Linked DNA regions of Triticum aestivum: region 2 is linked to region 1. The links are chromatin contacts, called in public Hi-C maps. All regions are on one chromosome and are shown on one strand. Each heading gives the region's core, a stretch centred on a gene start, on an enhancer-like site or on the middle of the called end of the contact. The rest is flanking DNA. Distances are from core to core; before and after follow the strand shown.

Region 1 (5,663 bases), core at 457-2,956:
TCAAACCTTTTTGTGGATGATGCACTTTTCTTCTTCCACGCAGATCAATAACAAGTAAAGACGGATAAGGAAATTATGAAGGTTCCATTGGGCAGTTAATAAATCCTACCGGGTGGTCGATTCTCTTTGTCCAAGCATGCCTCGTGCCCACCCCAAGACCAAGTCAGATCTGAACTTGGCCTGTAACGAGGAAAATTTGAGGATAAACACTTGGGTTTCCCACTCCGACTGGTCGCATGCACCAGGGAAAAATTTAAATTTTACAAGGAAGACTGATGAAGCACATATGTGTGTGGGGAGATGGTCATCTAGTGCAAAAGTGGAAAGAAAGTATTGATAAAGGCAATAGCGCAGGCCATCCTAACCTATGTTATGGGAGTCTTCAAGTTATTATGCTTGGTGTGCGAGGACCTGGCAAGGGTGGCTAAGAGTTGTTGGTGGGGTTCACGGAAAGCACACCGGAAAGACGGGACCGAATTGTTCGGCCAAGGGCGAGAGGTGCCCTTGGATTCTGGGATTACCGCTTGTTTAACCAAGCCTTAACTCGCATGACATGCATGGAGGCTGCTGCTTGCTTTCTCATAAGAGTGGTTGGGTGACCCCAAGTATAAGGGTGAAATAACCTAGCAATAAATATTTCCCTTGATTTGAGAACCAAGGTTTATCGATCAAGAAAGAGTTCTCACAGCAAACAAAGTCACAAGGTACACAATGCACACAAAAACAACACACTCTTCCCCCAACGTTTCAAGAAGGTTATCAAGCTTCCTGTCCAACTAGTTACAAATGTAAATTGCACGGTACGATAGGAATTGATAGATAAATAAAATAAAATAAATGATACAACAGAAAAAGTAGTTTTGTTGAAGTTTTCAATAATGGAAACAACTACTTACCATATGTATACCACAAATCTGCCAATTATACCGCAAAATGGACCTAATCAAGTAGTTGCAAGCTGTGCGGTTCCTCGGAGGCTAGAATGATTAGAAAACGCGAAAATTCCCGCAATGTTTAGAAATCAAAGTGAATCTCAAGGCAAACTAAGTTGCAAAAGTAGCTACTCCTCTATTTATTCAACGAAATTTGCATGGCTCACAACAACCCATTGGTGAATAAGGAACAAAACGAAAGTGAATCTTGTTGGTGTAAAACAAAAACATAAATATAGACATATGTACACATGCTAACGAGACACATATGTTCATTTTTCTTCATACCTGATTCGTGTATGATCTAATACCATGGTGTATTAACTTGACATGTCATCATACATAATGAGGTATATACACCATTGATCGTTGCATCCGATTTTGTAATGCGTTGCATCCAATTTTGTAACGACCATATTATACACATACTCTTACGTATTAAAGATTAGAAGTATGTTCTATATATTGGAAAATACAAATGAAATACCCGTCCAAAGTCACATGTCCTGGGGGTCCATTACAGCCTGCGAGTGGCGAGATAGCATCGCGCTCCAGCAGGACCCCGGGCACCGCATCCGTAAATCCTCCAGCCTCTCCTGCCCAAAATCGTAACTATCCACCACCGTCACGCTGCAGGGCGTACCGACATGCGGGCCCCGAGCCCCGGACACCACGCACCTGCCCTTGTGAAAGTACGAGACTGCCCCGCGGTGGCAGCAGAAACAACGAGGATTTGCCCCACAGCCCTAATGCTCCCGGGATAAAACCCCACCTCCTCCCGTCACCGCGCCTCCACTAGGAGAGAGGTCGCAGACGGAACCCAACCCTCCCCTCCCCCCCAAAGAAGAAGAAAAAAGCTCGGATTCCTCCGCGATTTCCTCCTCGGCCGCCCGCCGATTCCCTGTCGATCGAGCTGTCGCGGTGCCTTGGTCGGATTCGGCACCCTCAGCCATGACGACAGACCAGCCAGTGATCAGCCTGCGCCCCGGCGGCGGCGGCGGCGGGCCCCGCGGCGGCCGCCTCTTCGCCCCCGCCTTCGCGGTCGCCGCCTCCGGCTCCGGCGACTTCCTCCGCCCGCACGGCGGCGGCGCCTCCGGCGTCTCCAGGGTGAGAGCTCCCGCCGCCCGATCTGGGGGGAGGTGTTACTGTTCGATGCGGGTTCGATTGGTTCGCGGATGGGCGGGAGGGGGGAGATCCAGAGGGGAAATATCGGATCTTGGCTCTAGGCCCTGCGCTAGTCTGGATGGAGCGTTTATTGGTTGAGGACGCTGTCTAATTAATCGATACGCCGGGATTTATTAGTCAGTACGCTGCTTAACGAGGTTTTAGACCGCGATAATGCGCAAGAAGGATGTGTTTAGCTGCGTGCGGATTGACGTTGGCTGCTTCTGTAGGCTACAATTTAGATTTCAGAGTATTCACTTCTGGGGTGACGGTGTGAGGGCTGTGCTCTCGACCGGGTTTCAGCTCTCATGGCTGAGCTTTTGTGTAGGATGAGGTGGGCTGTTGGCAGAACCAGTGACTTCAAGCAGATTCCTGGGTTTATCGCTACTTGTGCATATACCATGTTCGATACTCAACACAATACTTACATGCCTAGGCAGACCAAATAAGCTGTTATACATTGGCAGATTTTGGGTATATTCTGATTTAATTTATAGACCTATTTTCGCTATGCTGACATGGATGCTACTGTGGTGCAGATTGGTGACTTGCATTCTGAGTCACGTGAGCGTGTTCGTTATTCAAGAGATCAACTTCTTGACCTGCGCAAGGTACATCTCTGACACTTCCCACAAAGTCGGTTTCTTCATAGAATTTTTGTTGTAAATATCTTCCTTCAATATGCTATGGTTAGTATACCTTGTTATCTGATTTTGCTGAAAGATGCCAGTAGTGTGTGGTTCAACAGGTTTGAGATGTATCGGAGAAGAACTATCAAGTTTGAGTAACCCTGGATACTTTCGGCCAAGCCATGAATAGCGCATAGGCTGTGAAGTACCTTCCCCCACCCACCTGCCCACCCACTTAGTTCACTGATGTATGCTGTTGCCGTGTATACAGCCAAACTTAACCAATAATGAATTGTGTAGATTGTCAGTAGAAGACTCCTGTTTTGTATGTTTGAATGTGTGTGCTGGTATATTGGAAATAGTCTGTCACTGTGAAAGTTATATCTAGAAAGGCAGTGCTATTTTGTAAGTAGCATCATGAACTGGGGGAGTATGGCTCAAGGATGGAAGTAAATACCAGAGGCATTCCCATGAAACAGAGGTGGAAGTGCACCTGTCGTTGTCAATTTGAGGAGGCAGAATACTCTGTAGCGTGCTTAACTTATCCCTGAGCAGTAGCAGTTTGATTAGTCATGTTTTATTTTGAGCCTGCGGGAAAAAGGCTGAATTGGAAGCCAAGTTTCTAACCTATTAGGATGTTTCTCCTTTATAAGGGTGGAAACTGATAAGCAACATGCCAGCTATGATGTGGTAAAAATAGTTCTAGACAGGGATGGGCTATCTTTCTTTGTGGACATAATTGTGCTTTCATCTTTGGTCCAGCGAACTTAAGTAAATATGTGTTATAGTTCTATCTGCACAACCTAACCACCCCATGGGACATATGTTGAATGAAATATCTAATAAGTTGTTCCTGGCAATGCAGACGCATTATTTGCATGCACTGATATAATATCCTTGCAGATTACTGATGTAACCGAGCAAATCTTGAGGCTTCAGCAAGAAATTGAAGCAGAGCTTAATGGTGACGATCAGAGCTGGGTTCGCAACGATTCAAATGTGAGTTCTTCATTTCCATGTGCATTGTATGTAGTTTACCTATTTTTACAATCTGTACTATAATGTTTTGCATTCTTATTAAATGACCTTCATGCTACCATATCACTAAATTTATTACAGTTCTATGCTAATTTGCACATGTGGAAGATGGAACCCTTATTGTTGTCCTTTTTGTTATTTAGGTGCAATTGCAGACACAGGCACAGCCACAAGTACAAGCTCAAAACAGGTTTACTGAGACAGATAACCGTGACTGGCGTGCACGCACAGAGAAACCTCCAGCACCAGCAGTTCAGGAAGAGAAGTCTTGGGACAACATTCGTGAGGTTAAAGAACAGTACAATGCAAGTGGCAGGCAGCAAGAGCAGTTTAACAGGCAAGATCAATCGAGCTCCCAGAAAGCTCAGGTACCTTCAAGATGAGCATCAGTCGTTTACTCTTTTGCTCCCTTTGACCTTTTTGTAGTAAATTTTGAATAAGCTCGTGTTACCAATCATCTGTTTTGTTTGCTGGTTGCTTCCTTTTTGGATTGAATGCCGATTTGCATCGACTAATCAATGTTGATGTGACACGACTCCATTCATCAAATCTCAGTACAGTTGCTTGGTTCTACTGATCTGTCATACAGTCAATGTTGGGGTTGTTGATATAACTCAACAGTGTAGTCTGATCATGGTTCTGTTGAGCTATTATATAATTTGCTTAATTAAATATCATTCTATGCAACTATGAACATACCTTTCTAGCAACCTATAGGAAACTACATGAAGAAGTTGTGTGTTTGAATAGAAGTAAACAAGTAGTACTCCCTCCGTCCCAAAATAAGTGTCTCAACCTTAGTACAAAGTTGAGACACTTATTTTGGGACGGAGGGAGTAATATATTCGGCGGTGATTGATTTCATGTGTTGTTATGCTTCGTTCTATTTTTCATTACTTATTTTTCCCTACCAAGGTAGTGTTTGGCCGTATGTATATCCCTCCTTATTTTGTTCTCCAAATGTCAGGTTGGCCCCCCTCCTGCTCTTATCAAGGCTGATGTACCTTGGTCAGCCCGAAGAGGCAATCTCTCGGAGAAAGACAGAGTCCTGAAAACAGTGAAAGGGTAATATTATGTTTTTCTTCCTTCTTGTTTGTTCCTGTTGAAGTGGCAATTTTCATTCCTTGTTTACTAAGCATATATTACCTAGTTTGTATTTGTCGTCTGCATGCTGTTTATCTGCTCTTGCTTGTGCAGTATACTGAACAAACTGACGCCAGAGAAATTTGATCTACTCAAGGGCCAACTGCTAGATTCTGGAATTACCACTGCTGATATTTTGAAGGTTTGATTTGTTTCTAGCTGTGTATTATAATCCCATGTCATCTTGACTGTTCCTGGTGATTTATCTATCTTCTGCTTTTCATTCAGGATGTTATCTCTCTCATATTTGAGAAGGCTGTTTTTGAACCGACATTCTGTCCGATGTATGCCCAACTTTGTTCTGAACTCAATGACAACCTTCCGACATTCCCTTCTGAAGAACCAGGCGGTAAAGAGATTACCTTCAAACGTGTGCTGTTGAACAATTGTCAGGAAGCTTTTGAAGGTGCTGACAGCCTGAGGGTTGAGATTGCAAGTTTGACTGGCCCTGACCAAGAGATGGAGAAAAGAGACAAAGAAAGGATCTTCAAACTTAGAACACTTGGAAATATTCGTCTAATTGGTGAGCTACTCAAGCAAAAGATGGTTCCTGAGAAGATAGTTCATCACATTGTCAAGGTACACCTTGGGAAATCGACGGTACAATTATTATTCCATGAAAACGTGCCTAATCCGTTTGTTGTATGCACTATGTAGGAGCTACTGGGGTCTGATAAAAAGGCTTGCCCTGACGAGGAACACGTCGAAGCAATTTGCCAGTTCTTCAATACGATTGGTAAACAGCTTGATGAGAACC
Region 2 (5,877 bases), core at 2,911-5,410, 350 kb before region 1:
CCGGCGAGGGTAATTCTCGAGGTACCTAGTTATGATACATAGTTGCTATAGATTTGTTTGGCAGTAGGACGTAACCTCCAGCTATCAAACATACATGATATACAAATTTAGATGTGTTATGTGTGGAACCGTGTTGCATGTTTAAAATGCTTTAAATCGTTCTATAGTGTGAAATGTAACAATTGTTTGGAGTGGATAAGCACAACACACACACACACACACACACACACACAGAGAGAGAGAGAGAGAGAGAGAGAGAGAGAGAGAGAGAGATCTAGTTTTAGGCATAGATAACAAATTCAGTTGTGCTATTGGAGATGCTTGTAGGTACTGCTGGTATGTTATATTAATACTACACCATAACATATAGTAACTCCTTTAGAGCATCTCCAACAAATCCATATAAAAACTTTGCTTGAAAGTGGTTATACGTGATCTTCATAAATTTTAGGGGAGTTTTGCGCGTGAGATGCTTTAGCAGATCCCCTATACATCTTCCCCTATAACTTTTGTTTTTCCTATTTCTCTATGTACTAACATACAAATGGCATATACATGTCTATTATATCAGCATAATATAACACACATATTGAACATCATTTCAAAACAAATTTATGAAATTTGATTCAAAATTTATATTCAAATTGAAATTGAAACATAACAAATGGTCCAAACTATTCAAAGTAAACATAACAAATGGCCCAAATCATTCGAAGTACAACATATCATGACGAAGTTTATTCACCAAGGAGCATCCACAAATGCTTAACAAGATCATTATGAAGTTGTTCACACCCGCGCGGTTTTTGATTTATCGATGCATTTAAAGAAATTTCTGGAGTCATTGTGTATCCTTTCGTGGCTCAACAGGTAACATATAAATGTTGTCCCCTCATTCTCATAGTGAAAGTCTTGCGGTTGTCCTCTACGGCCATGTTATGCAGGATGCCAGGATCACACATGCGGTCATGATGCGTCAAAAATCCTTTTGGTACCAGAATCTTGTATAGCCATGAACATGGCAAAGAGAGCTTGAAGAACCCCGAATGCCCACTCGATATTCTTTCTACATGCTTCTTGATGCCTTGCAAAGTGAATATTTCCGTTACTTTTAGGGTTTCATATTGTTTTTCACGAAAGTAGCCCATGAAGGATATGCCATTAGGAAGATAGTGGCACATGTGGATGGTCCCGGTGAGCCTGGGAAGCGCAGTTGAGAGACGAGGCTAGGAGAGGCGGTCGGCATGAGGCGGCGATGGGCCGAGGCGGGCAGGGTGGCACGGCAATGGAGCGAGGCGGTGGCAGGGTAGCGGGCATCGCCAATGGTGGCATGGGTAGCCATAGGACATGGAGGCGAGCGTGAAAATTCACTGGTTGCCTCCCGCCCATTTTAGGGAAATTATGGGAAGGCTTTTTTTTCCTGGATAAAGCGTGGTTGGACTAATTATATCTGGGTCCCTAAAAAAACGCGTGTATGAGAACTGGTAAACCAGTTTTTTTTCAACTCCTCCTATACCAATTTTTTAATAGGAGAAAGGGGACATTTTTGGAGATGCTCTTATCTGGGTGGTGTTTGATGGCATATCACAACAAAAACCTTCTGTAGAAATAGCGTTAGTTGTAAAATGGAGTTTGCAAGTGAAATTTCACAATGGCAATAACTCAGCATTTTGTTTTATTTCTCCCGATTAGGAAGGTGCATGCACACGTTTCTTCTTTTTACTAGTACTACGAGGGATGCACATAATTAATGAGCGGTGCATTGGAGGAACTAGTATACACATGCTCTTCATTAATCCTGGACTTTGTCGACGAGGGTCCAAAAAACTCGTGACCTACCCTAAATGTTTTTTTATAACCACGGATCCAAACTGGTAATTAGTCATGCAACGTCCCATCCACTCTAATACAAGACGCATCACCGTGGTCATCTACGGATCGCCTCCTCTTTGATGATATATATTGAACTTGACGACGTCTGCTCGGTGGCGGTATACCAAATGCCTGCAGGCTGCTCATTGCTCTTCGTTCGTGATGGTTAGACAGGATACACGATGAGAAAGGTGGGCGGTGAAAATGGTTAACTTATCGGCTCACACACCTTAGTCGTATCACAATATTTATGGCATGGCACGGCACGTCCCCAAGGTAGCCATGGATAGAAGAGCGGGTTTAGTTTTGCCTCCTCGTGTGCTGGACACAGCCTGCAAACGCTGTCTGGCTCTGCCACATTTGATTCTGCGGGCGTACGTCACTTTCTGTTTGAGGAGAGAGAATATCCAACAAACTCCTCCTGCCGCTAATGGATAGCGACGGGAACGGCGCGATCAGGATTTTTCCAAGTGTGTCTACGCGGGTCAAGTGAAATTTCGCGAGTTTTTTCCTCTCGCGTTGCATGGGCCATTTCTTATCTCTCTCTCTCTCTCTCTCTCTAACACCTAGCCTAATTTCCAGCAAATCAAAAAAGAAAATCTGGCTTGTTGAGCTCCGGTGCACAGTTTGCGCCTTTGTTGCCGCGCCATTTCCCTGTCATTTGTGTGCTCTCCTTCCGTTGCTGTTGCGTTTTAGTGGGTTAAGCTTGGAGAAGAAATATGCAATATCAAGACGTATTTTGATTTATGCCATGCCCATAAGGAAGCCGGCCATCTAACACTATATCTCAAATGCCCGCCTCTACTATCAGATTAGAAAGGAGAATGTTTATTTTCCACCGGACGATCTTTCTCTCGCTTAAACCGCGCGCTACGACTGTCACCCGTCCTGGTGGGGCCAGCCCACCTGCCCGGCCTTATCTCTTCATCTCGAGCGAGAACCAGTCAAAATCCACCGAGCTCAATCCCCTTTTCCATGGCCTGCCCCGAAGCTGCACCTGCTGCTGCTCAAGGTCCTCCCGTCCAAGTCCCGTCTGCCATGGCTTGTCCCCAAACTCCACCTGCTCCTGCTCAAGGTCTCCCGTCCAAGTCTTGTTCGCCATGGCCTGCGCCCAAGCTCCACCACCTGCTGCTCAAGGCCCTCCCGTCCAAGCCCCGTTCGCCATGGCCTGCGCCCAAGCTCCACCACCTGCTGCTCAAGGTCCACACGACGGCACCATGACGAGGTGATTTTTGTCGACGAGAGCAAGTGCTGCAATGCAGCCTCGTCGTTGACTCAGATGCTGCCGGTGCTGCGACCCGACAACTCGACAGTCCCGCCGGCGTCTGGTGTTGCGACCGACGACTCGATGGTGCTGCAGGCGTTGCGATGCGACGCTCGTCGTCGTCGGTGCTGCGCAGGCGCTCGCCGGTGGTGCAAGGCAGCACGCATGGGAGGTTGGGCTGCTCGCTGCCAGTGTTGCGACGCAACACGGAGGCCAGAGTGCAGTCGAGCGCCGCTCGTCGCCGGTGATGCAGCGCAACACGCGAGGGAGGAGGCCGAGCTACGCATCGGTGCTGCATTGGAGCATTTTCCGCGCCGACGAAGTTGCATTGGAGCTCCGCCCCAGGCCTGCAATGGAGCGCCGCCGGAGTTGCACTGAAACCGCCGGAGGCGTCGTACGTGCCGCGTTTGATGTTTTTTTGCGGCGCTCGGTATTGCAACGGAGCAACATCCCGGTGGCTCCTGGTGCTGTGTTGCAGCGGCAGTCTTGGAGCTGCGCTGTAGCAGGGGAGGCTATGGGGACTCTGCCGAATCTCTCGCCGGAGCTCACCGCCGTCAGGGTCTTTTCCGCGTGCCCGTGGTGGAAGCGAGCTGCAAGGGGATTTCTCTGCTGTTTTGGTCGCGGGGCAAGGAGGACAAAGCATCCGTCCGATGTGTTGGCGTATCCAACGGTTGAACGCGAGAAGACCAAAACAGAACGAGCGGCCAGCAAGCCGACTGATGATTTGTAGCAGCCGCCATTGTTTTAATCAATGGTCTTTTGCGAAATAGCAATAGCTTTCGCCAAATAGCTGCAGTCAGTCAAATATAAACATGGAGTTGGATAAGAGGCAAACATGAAGGTGCGTGATTATCTCTACTACTATAGTACAACAAATTTTAAACTTGGGATTAGCCGTCCATCCTAAGCAGAGGCACTTCTTAGCCGTTGATTTCTTCTATGGACTGAATCCCTATCGTTTATTATTGCAAACTCCAGTGATCCGACGGCTGTAGTTACTGGGATTCGCTCCATCCAGTCGCCCGCCAAAACGAGGTGGACGGGATTTTTCTGGACGGATCGAGACACTGCACGGCTACCTGCACACCTTGCATCCCATCACGTGATGGTGACTAGAAATTTTCTCATTCAAGATCTTCTGTGGCTGGCTTTTGCAGTACCTATCGTGTAAAGATAGATTTTTTTATGAAGGAACGTATATCTTATTTGCAGTTCAACCAGGACACCACGTGCACTGCACGTGCCTCCTACTAGCAGAGTAAGGGCATCTTCAACGACAACCCGCAAAAACCCACCCGTATCCGTTCACGAACAGAGGGGACAAATTTGCGAACACGGATGTGGGAGACAGCCATTCAACGCTAGCCGTATACTGTCCGCCAGCAAATTCAAATTCAATTATAAATTGATTCACACAATGCGCCAAATCGCACCCGCGCCAGATTGCATCCCCGATCACAACCAATATAAGGCAAATATGCTTAGGTTTTACATGCTCGCATCAAAAAGAACATCAGTCTGACAATCCTTGCATTTCTGCCCTGCCGGACCGGCCATCGCAGCAAGATGCTTCCCGATCAAGGAAGTGTCGTTGTTGCCGCGTAGGCAGACTCCGCCTCCGCGTCCAGCTCTGCCTCCGTCGCGTCCTCATCTTGCGCCACGGCCAACTCATCTTTATGCCGTTCCAGCATCTGATAGCGGACGGATTGCTCTAGTGTCGGCATTCAAAGAGTTGATATTTAAGGTCAACATCTTGGCGTCCTCTGCATTGGCGGCAATCTTTACCCTCTTTTCCTCGAGCGCGGCCTTCTTCTCCTCAAGCACTGCCTTCCTCTCCTCGATCATGGTCCTCCCGTCGTGGATCATATCGAGCATCTCCCTGTCCTTGTCGTACGTCGGCTCCCCCCTCTCGGCATTGCAGCAAACAGCGTGCGGGCACCCATCTGCTCTTCGCCGGCCGTCCTCGCCCGGACGAGCGACGGCGAAGAATACTCGGATAAGAGCGGCGCCGCGTTAACAACGACGATGTAAGGAACCGTACCCGCGGGGTTTGCGAGCTGCTTGGCGGCGTAGTAGTACGGATGCTTGTAAGGGCCACAACGTCGTCAGTACTATGGGTGCGCCCATCTGGCGGCGTCCACCACGGCCTCGCCGTCCGCCCCGTCCACCATGACCATCGCCACCACCAGGCCCGCCGGCGGCCAGACGCTTCCTCATGTTCTCCTCCTTTGCGGCCTTCGCTTTGACACGACGATTCTGCCGTGTCTCCGAGCTGATCTTCCGGGCGAGCGTGATGCTCGGATCCTCCGGCACCTCCGACGTCTCCATCTCCGACAGGTTCTTCGATGATTCCATGCGTCGGCGGCAGAGGGAAGGAGAGGGTGGGAGAAAAGAGTAGGAATCGGGCGAAGAGTAGAAGAAGAGAGTGGGGAATTTTGGCGCGGAAACTGTGCGGGATGCTACAAAAGCGCGGGCTGGGCCCTCCTTTTGGATGGGCGGGGGGGGGGGGGGGCGGAGAGAGACGTTTCGCGTGTCCGGACTCCTACACCGCCCGCTCGTTTGTCTCTGCTTTGCAGGAGAAATCGCGCCCGGACCGCTTCGATGACCGATACAGGTCAATGTTGGATGGCTTCCGCTGTCCGGACAGTTGCAGGAGGTTTGTGGATCGGCATTGGAGATGCTCTAATACATGCAGGTAGGCTTCCGCCAAAACATGCATACATAAGTATTATTACTAGATT

The links. A called contact is a pair of places that touch in the nucleus more often than the background predicts.
Region 2: a contact with region 1 is called in a Hi-C map of leaf, with 2.8 times the contacts expected there. The contact joins the enhancer-like site here to the promoter of LOC543222 in region 1. A contact is called at or near these places in 2 of 5 Hi-C or Micro-C datasets (both in leaf).

Annotation. Positions count from the first base shown.
Region 1 is chr2D:454,289,592-454,295,254 of IWGSC CS RefSeq v2.1, reverse strand. LOC543222 (eukaryotic translation initiation factor-like) reads left to right here and starts at 1,706. Exons shown (of 9, transcript NM_001427958.1): 1 at 1,706-2,039; 2 at 2,636-2,707; 3 at 3,629-3,724; 4 at 3,907-4,131; 5 at 4,731-4,828; 6 at 4,961-5,048; 7 at 5,135-5,485; 8 at 5,564-5,663. The coding sequence starts at 1,884.
Region 2 is chr2D:454,641,749-454,647,625 of IWGSC CS RefSeq v2.1, reverse strand. No RefSeq gene overlaps it. Among protein-coding and RNA genes, the nearest start is that of LOC123049564, 230 kb to the left of the region's middle. Within about 2 kb of position 4,160, at least 3 of the 8 cell types and tissues checked have an H3K27ac peak or open chromatin away from gene starts, as enhancers often do. A contact at or near this core is called in leaf, where this site is marked.